Linked DNA regions of Rattus norvegicus: region 1 is linked to region 2. A link is a contact called in public Hi-C data. All regions are on one chromosome and are shown on one strand. The core of a region is the stretch at or near the end of the contact, and the rest is flanking DNA. Distances in the headings are between cores, read along the strand shown.

What was found. A called contact is a pair of places that touch in the nucleus more often than the background predicts.
Region 1: a contact with region 2 is called in a Hi-C map of the A7r5 cell line, with 2.0 times the contacts expected there. The contact joins the enhancer-like site here to the promoter of Bsnd in region 2. A contact is called at or near these places in 4 of 12 Hi-C or Micro-C datasets (the A7r5 cell line, frontal cortex, liver and 1 more).

The regions. Positions count from the first base shown.
Region 1 is chr5:126,625,067-126,628,899 of GRCr8, reverse strand. Cimap2 (ciliary microtubule associated protein 2) reads left to right here. Exons shown (of 10, transcript NM_001109262.2): 3 at 35-199; 4 at 371-493; 5 at 2,084-2,221; 6 at 2,338-2,481; 7 at 3,801-3,833. Among named protein-coding and RNA genes, the nearest start is that of Cimap2, 3.7 kb to the left of the region's middle. Within about 2 kb of position 1,844, at least 13 of the 93 cell types and tissues checked have an H3K27ac peak or open chromatin away from gene starts, as enhancers often do. A contact at or near this core is called in the A7r5 cell line, where this site is marked.
Region 2 is chr5:126,487,148-126,491,223 of GRCr8, reverse strand. It overlaps Bsnd (barttin CLCNK type accessory subunit beta), which reads left to right and starts at 1,835. Exons shown (of 4, transcript NM_138979.2): 1 at 1,835-2,210. The coding sequence starts at 2,034.

The DNA of each region.
Region 1 (3,833 bases), core at 595-3,094, 140 kb before region 2:
GTTATGGCTGACTCAGCTCAGAGCCTGCTCTTAGTCCCACATAGGACCTGGAACCTATAACTCGAAGGAGACCTGCTTCAGCAAGAAGTTCCTGGAACAGAAGTTGGGCGCAGGATGGGCCCGGGCCCAAGAAGCCAGCCGGCTGACCCAACTTCCCCACTTCCATTTCCAGGCCATCAAGAAGGAAAGAGAGCAGCAGGTGAACTCCGGGTCATACCCTTCCCTACCTCCAGGAGCGAGGTTTCCTGTCCACATGGCTATTCCTCCAGAGTCCTAGTGGATATAGCCTCCTCTTGGGGAACACCATCACCTTTGGGCTGGACCTTCCCCAGGTTCCTTTTTCATCCTGCCTTCTTTTCTTTGGGGGCAGGCGAACAAACGGGGGCCTGGCTCCTACAACATCAAAGACTTCTTGACTGAGCTGCAGAAGAAACCACAGAGCAAACGGGGTCTGCTCAGCTCTGGGGAGACTCGCTTCCGAGGACTCATCGGGGTATGTGATCTTGTCTCTTCCACCCTCTGTCCTTTGAGGGAAGGCTGCTGCCTCTTGGATAGTTTGAAAGGCACCCTTCTCTGAACCTGTCTCCTCCCTAGGTTTGGCCAAGCCTTCCTGGCTTTCTTGTTGACTCTTCTGCTCTCCTGTGTCTCAGCCTTGAGCCCAGTGACTGAGAAGGGATGAGTGTGGTTCATCTCTATGTTTCAGGGGAAACCTAGAGTCTATTAGAAAGCCAACAAACATTCATTTAGTTAGCCCACCAGGAAATAACAATTAAGCAGCAACAGAAAGCTGTGTACTGAGCTAGGCTTTGAGGGAGCTGGGTGTCTGGCAGTGACAAGCCTAAGAGCCGGCATCTTAGTGACACACACCTCAGCATGAAGAAGGAAATGCATATCTCTTCAGAGTTTGAGGGGAAATGGCACAGGGAAGGAGAGTGCTGTGGGGGTGAATTACAGCGAGCAGTCTGGGAAGGCCTCACTGGAACAAGATCTGCAGGTCGAGAGCAAAGGGGACTCATGACTTCTGAGCCATGGAAGGAAGCAAGACCCATTTTCATTCTTTGGGGGACAGATCTGATCCTCACAGTGGCCTGATTTTCCTAGCACTGGCCCCACCCCCTCTGCCAGGGTCTGGCTCCCCAAAGGTCTGGTTGCAAGACCCAGAGAGGCGGAGGATTGCATTATCTATGGGACAGCAGTGCCCCCATGTGGCTAAAAGGGGCATAGGCACATCAGCCACAGAAATCGGGCCAAGACAACACCCACCTCTCCACACCACAGGTTAGCTATGCTCACGGTACTTCAAAGACCAACTTTGGGTTCAGGCTCTTAGCCACAGTTCTTCTGACCTCAAGATTTCCTGTCACCTCACCCTGATTTGTGTGATGGGACCTACCAAGTGCTGGCCCCTGGGCTTTGCAGACATTCAACTCTACCACTATTCCTTGAAGGAAAGTACTGATATCTTGGTGGAGTCCCGTGGACCATGATGCTCTGAGGCCCGAGTTCCCCCAGCTAGGAAGTAGCAGAGCCAGGGTCCCAACCTAGGATTCCGGTGCTCATTCTTCCCAACCTGTTCACAGTATAGTGAGGAAGTCAGTCAGAGTTGTAGTTGTAAAGAGTAGATCTACAGAGGCTGTGGCGGAACAGCCGGGGAGGAAGGTGGGTCTCAGGAGAGATGGTGTCTGGGGATCTTAGTGGGGTTGTGATTGACAAACCAGAGGGTAGAAAAGGCATGTGAGGGATGGAAGAAATCATTGTAAGCAAGTATGATCAGGGAGACCAGGCTGAATAGGAGGTGCTGAGTCAGAAGTGCTGAGTCAGAGGTACTGAGTCAGAGGTGCTGAGTCAGAAGTGCTGAGTCAGAGGTGCTGGGTCAGAAGTGTAGCTAGCTGGACTTGGAGTTGAAGCAGTGAGCAGTGGAGGAGGTTCACGGGTGATGCTGTGTGGTGGGGTAGGTAACACGCTCAACCCGAAGACCTTGTTTCCCCTCTTGAGATATGAAACCCCAGACGTCCCTTCTTTAGCTGAACCAGCACAAAGACGGAGACTGATAGACTCTGTGTTTCCATCTCCTGCCCTGCAGAATTATTATCCCGGCCCTGGAAATTATGGGGAGAAGGGGAACCCCTACACACAGCTGGAGAAGAATTCCTGGAACCGCTCACACTCCGACGGCCTTATGTGTAGATTGTCCAGCAAGCCACCACCCTTGTCTCATCAGGTACCCCCTCAGCAACCTCATCTTGCATAGTCCTATGGGAAGACCTCAGGGGTAGGGAGGCTGAAACCTCACCTTGGCCACTCCCCTTCAGGCAACCTTACCACTTTTGTCTCTAGGGCAGTGGCCTGGGACCTGGAACCTATACCATCAAAAGCGATATTGAGACCTTTGTGGAAAAGTCCACCGGTACTCGTGGCCCCTACGACATTTTCTCTGGCGAGAGGAGCAGTCCTGTGCCCTATGGGCATTATTCAGTTCAGGTATGTGCCTGGGTGGGGGGAGGTCTAAGTCCCGGCAGGCTAATCGGTGATTAGCCACAGGAATGCAGCCCTGTGTGCCAAGGGCTGCTGGAGAGGGGGTGTACTCTGTGCCCCCGCCAGGGTGGGATGTGGTTCCCTTTGTTAGGTGAGGAACCTGAGGTCGGTCACACAGACGGTGATGGGTCAGAGCCACGGTTTGGACATCGGACTCTGTGGCTATTTCTCTCTGCAGTAACATGAACTGTACTGATACACAGGTGGCCCAACATGCACCACGGGGCCTACGGGGACCCCAAGGGTACAGGTGCAGTGTCTGGCTGTAAACATTTCCCAGCTTCATGGACTCAGCTGTGTTGATGGCCATACCCTGGGTAATGGAGCCCTAAATTGGAAGGGAGGTGGGAGAGGAGACTGGGCAAGAAATTTAGCTTACCAGACTCGTTCTCATCCCGTTAAAATCCTTTACAGGATTCTGTGGCTTTCTCAGCGTTGCTCTCTTCCTGCCTGTGGCTGTGGGGACCAAGTGTGTGTCCAGACTTGTTTGGACAACACCGAGTCACTGCATGAGAGGGATCAGTCCAGTTCACAGTCTAGGTGCAGGGAAATGGACCGTGTGGAATTTCCAGTCTCGGGGAAAGAAAAGTGCAATCAGTGGAATAAAAGCTGCGGTTTTGGGGCTGGGGATTTAGCTCAGTGGTAGAGCGCTTACCTAGGAAGCGCAAGGCCCTGGGTTCGATTCCCAGCTCCGAAAAAAAAGAACCAAAAAAAAAAAAAAAAAAAAAAAGCTGCGGCTTTAGTGGGAGAGCATTGTGAACGCTGGGGAGAAGGTGGCTGAGGTGGGAGCTACTGGGTAGTCGCTGTCCTATGACTGATCCTAGGGTCTCCTGCCTGCCACTAAGGCCACTGCCCAGCACAGCAGAGGCCCTGGGACCCCCTCCCCATTGTTGGTATCAGGGCTGAACCTCTTCGCTTGAACTTTTTTGTTACAGATTTTATTTTTTTTTAAAGAGCGATTTTAGGTTCTCAGAAGAGCTGAGAGACAAACACAGGAGTTTCTGCATCCGACACTACATACAGATTCTCCCCACTATAAAGCTCTTAAAATTTATATTCTTTTTCTTATTGGGGTGTGCAGGGTTGTTTCGTGGTGTGTTTGTGGAGGACAGAGGAGAGCTCGCAGGAGTCAGCGCTCTCCTTCCACCAGGCAGGGCCTGGGCGCCTCTGTTCATCAAGGTGCCCCATCATACATTTGATTTCCTGTGAGGGCTCGTGAACCTGTGATCCTCCTCAGCAGTTTTTTCTCTCTTCCTGTTCCTCAGAAAAAGAAGCCCAGGGAATTGACGAGTTTCAAG
Region 2 (4,076 bases), core at 586-3,085:
GCCCTGTGGCCATTTAACTCTTACTATAACTCCTGCAGAGATCACTCATTTAAACCAGCACTAACTTCGCTCACACGTTCTTATTCGCTGTTGCTACCATCGCTTTAGGAGAAGGTATTTTGAGAAATGGGGCAAAGAGAGACCTGGTTATGGCACAGAAAGAAAAGATAGGCAGAAATGTCCAGCCCTCTCCAGAATGGCTGAAGCTAGATCCATTCGCTAGTGCTCTGAAGCATTTGGGAAGATCTTGACTGATCTGTCACTCTCCAGGCTTTATCTGGGAAGTGGGCGTGGGTCTGGGCACACAGAGGCAGCCCCCAGAGGACGTGACATCACTGTGCCAGACACACAAGGCCACCAGGGGGCACAAGAAGCCTCCGAGGATGTGGCAGAGGTCCACCAGGAGCATAGCTAGGTGGCCCTGGGCCTCGTTCTTGTTTAAGGATGGGTACCAGCTAGGCTACTCTGCACTCATGGCATCTCTTGTCTCCAAGCCTCTTGAAGATGATTCCAATAGCTCCCCTAGAGGCCCCTTGCCAGACACAATTCAAATGGATTTCCCTCTACTATGTCACTGTACTGGAAAGGGAGATGGCCAAACGGCCACTTTGCAAGCCACAGGCAACAATATTTAAGTCCAGTGCCTAAGTTCACCCCAGGGATGAGACTGGCAGTGACCAGACACTTGGCACCTGGGCAGTTTTCTCAAAGTGTCTGTTCCCAGTTTCTGGTGCCCTCTGCAAACTGTGAAGTGCAGGGGACAGAGCTGGGGGACAGTAATGGGGGGTGACAGAGAGAGCAGGGACCCCATGAGCAAGTGTGCTGGCAGAGATCCATGAGTGGCAGATGGGGCAGGGGGGATATGCACAGCCCATCCAGGAAAGCTCCCGAATGCAGGGACTCAGGGAGCTCGTCGACAGCCTGAGCTACTCACTTTCGAGATCTCCCGCTGCCATGCTCTGAGCACCTGTGGTAGTTCTGGGTCTCTGCAGTGGCAGCCATGGGAGCCAGTCTGACTTTCCCCATCAGACTGCCATTCTTACGGCGAAGATGGCTTTCCAGGTAAAGTAGAGTTTCAGTCAGTCAGCCAGTTGGTTGGTCAATCTGCAAGGGCACCAGTTCACTTCAGCCCCCATGACATGCAGGGCTGAGCTGTATGTGAACTGTGAAGGTGATATAGGAGAGAAGGCCTAGAGCCAGCTTGGTCCTGGCTACTGTCTCCCCCTCCTTCCTCCCCTTATGGAGGAGGAAAGTAAGACACAGCTGGTGAGCATACACTCCACAGCTGCAGACACAGATCCAAGACCATCATGGGTGTGGCTGCTCCAGCCTGCCCCTGTGTTCACCTATGCTGTGGTTGACTAGGGTCATGCTCGTGAGACACACAGCCTCTCTGCTCTAGTCTCAGCTGCTGTTCTTATCTGTGACTTTGGTCAGGCTGCCTGTCTATGCCTGCATCCTCATTTGTGAGATGGCACCTGTCCCCTTAGTTGAATCAAACAGAGGCATCTAGGATGGTGACCATCCTGTTGATAGGCCTATATGATCAGGTGTCCTTGAGAAGGTGTCTTTAGGTGTCTAAGCTGTCAGACTGTGTGTTCTGAAAGCTGCCATGGCCCCACCCACACCTCCCAGAGCTGGGAGGTGCAAAGCCTGTCTGGGCTCAGCTCCACAGTAGGCAAATGAGGTGATGATGTCAAAGCCATGGCTAGCCCAGCCCCTGTGACCTCCCCCAGCCCTCCTCTGCCTCTGTCCCATGTTCAGATTCACAAGCTCCAAACAGCTGGGCCCAGAGGGGAGGAGAGAGGCAGGAAGGAAGGTAGATGGCTGGGACCTTGGGCCCACTGAAGCGTGTCACCTGCCCTGCAGAACTGCTGGGCCCAGGGCTGCGAGCTGGATGCGTGGGGATCATTCCTGGCTCTGTGCATTACGCTGTGGTTCTCAGCCATCTACTGTGTCATCGCTCCTTGCAAGCCTGCTCAACGTTTGAGTAGGATTGTGGGCAGCTCTCTGCTGGTGGCCGGTTAGCCACCATGGCTGACGAGAAGACCTTCCGAATCGGTTTCATCGTGCTGGGCCTTTTCCTGCTATCCCTGGGCACATTCCTTATGAGCCACGATCGACCCCAAGTCTACGGCACCTTCTATGCCATGGGCAGCATCATGGTGATTGGGGGTGTCCTCTGGAGCATGTGCCAATGCTATCCTAAGGTAGGGGGGCTGAGAGGGGGCAGAAGGACAGGTGGATCTCATGGTCTTTGGCACCAACCCCTGTCCTCCAACTGCTGTGTTCTTTCCATTGGACTTTCTGTGTTCTCTCTGCTCTGGGGAATATCCTCTGCTTATCCATTCATCTCTCACGGTAGCTGGTCAGAAGTCCCTGTGTCCGGACCTGGAGCCAGCCATCACTGGGACACAATGAGATCTATGCACTGTCCCTGTGTGATCAAAAGTTGGCCAGCATTTGCTGTCTGCCAAGCCTGAATCCACAGCTCACCTGGACCACGTCCCAAGAGCTCTGCATTTTCTTTCGTTCCTTTTGTCCTACAGACCCTGAAGCACATGCACAGACCTTGGGTTGGAGCTTGCTTTAAAAAGCCGTGGTGAGCACCCAGGGCTCCAGCTCCTGTGGGCTCGGCTGTGCTGGGTCTTTCTGAGACATAGCACTTCCCTCTGTAAAATGCTCCCCAATCTCAGCTCCACATAAGCCTGAGCTAACCCAGGTATGATGTGTGGAAGGCAGGGAAGGAAGGGCATAGCTGCAACTGTAGTGTTGTGTTTAAACATCAGCTGCTGCTTTCATTCTTGATCCTTACACAGCCCTGAGGAGTGAATATTTCAGGTGTTGTAGAGCTTCAGTGCCCAGAGAGGTGGAGTGATTGTTGCAATGTCAGACTCAGGGATGGAGAGAGAGCAACAGGATGTCTAACTTGTGCTCTGCCTCTAAGTGCCTGGGAGTCTGAGCAACTTCATTCTCTGAGCCTCAGCTTCCTCACCTGTACAATGTGAGTCAGGAGGATGGTGTGGGAGAGGGGGACGGACATCTGAGGTCCCACTGAACCTGATACTAACAGCCTTATCCTCCCAGCCTCCTCCACCCCTCCCTTCTTTGGGGGTGGGAGTACCCAGAAGGAGTTCTAAGAATTGGGGCCAGGTCCCAGCCTCTCCCAGTCCTGCCACCTCTGTAGCCAGCCCAGGGCTGTCATGTCACTTATATCTGGAGCTTGGGCAGTCGGAACTGGTTTGGAGCCATTTATAAAGCAGTTTACAGTCAACTCTCCTCTAGGTGCTCAATGTCCTGAGCAGAGGTCACTGGGAGAAGAGGGCCTTAAGGCCAGAGCCACCACGTCCCCACCCAGGGAGGGTAGAGTGGTTGAAAGGACAGCGTCCTTCCTAGAGGCAGCTGGCGGAGACTGAGTGACAGCACAGTGTATGTGGGGGTGGGGCTGAGTATTAATGAATAACTGTTGAAGGCCCATGTGCTGTATGGTGGTGGAAACCCATACCTCCTGGAGTCCCTTAGACCCCAACTCAAGTCCCTGTGCCCTGTGCCAAGTCTGTGACCTTGGTAGAGTCGCCCCCAATGCCTGGCATGGCCAAGTGGAAGGAAGCAAAGGGTGCTGTGGGGATGGAGGGCTCCATGCCTGTGTGAAGCAGGCGCAGAGACCTTGTTCTTCAGATGATGCTGCTGGCCCTGGAAGGTCGTGGTGGTGGTGGTAGAGACTCAGACTGTTAGAGCCGTCAAAGTGGGGCAGGAGGGAGAAAGGGCTCCCACTCCTCACCGTGGCTGCTCCGTTAGGGTTTGAATACAAACCTGGTTAGATCTGGTACTCACCTGGGACTCAGGCATGGATCAAGGGAGAACTGAGCCAGGGTAAATCTAGTGTGGGGAGCTGTTGATGATGCTGAGCCTGGATGTTGAGCTGGGAACAGGGGAGTGGGGAAAAAGGCGTTGAGCAACAGGGAGAGCAGAGCCTTGGCTCCACATCCTCTGGTCCTTACTTTGTCTGCTGTGCTGGAGCTCAAAACCAGGACCAGGGAGTTGAAACCCCAGTCCTTTCTGTGGGCGTCCCTCTC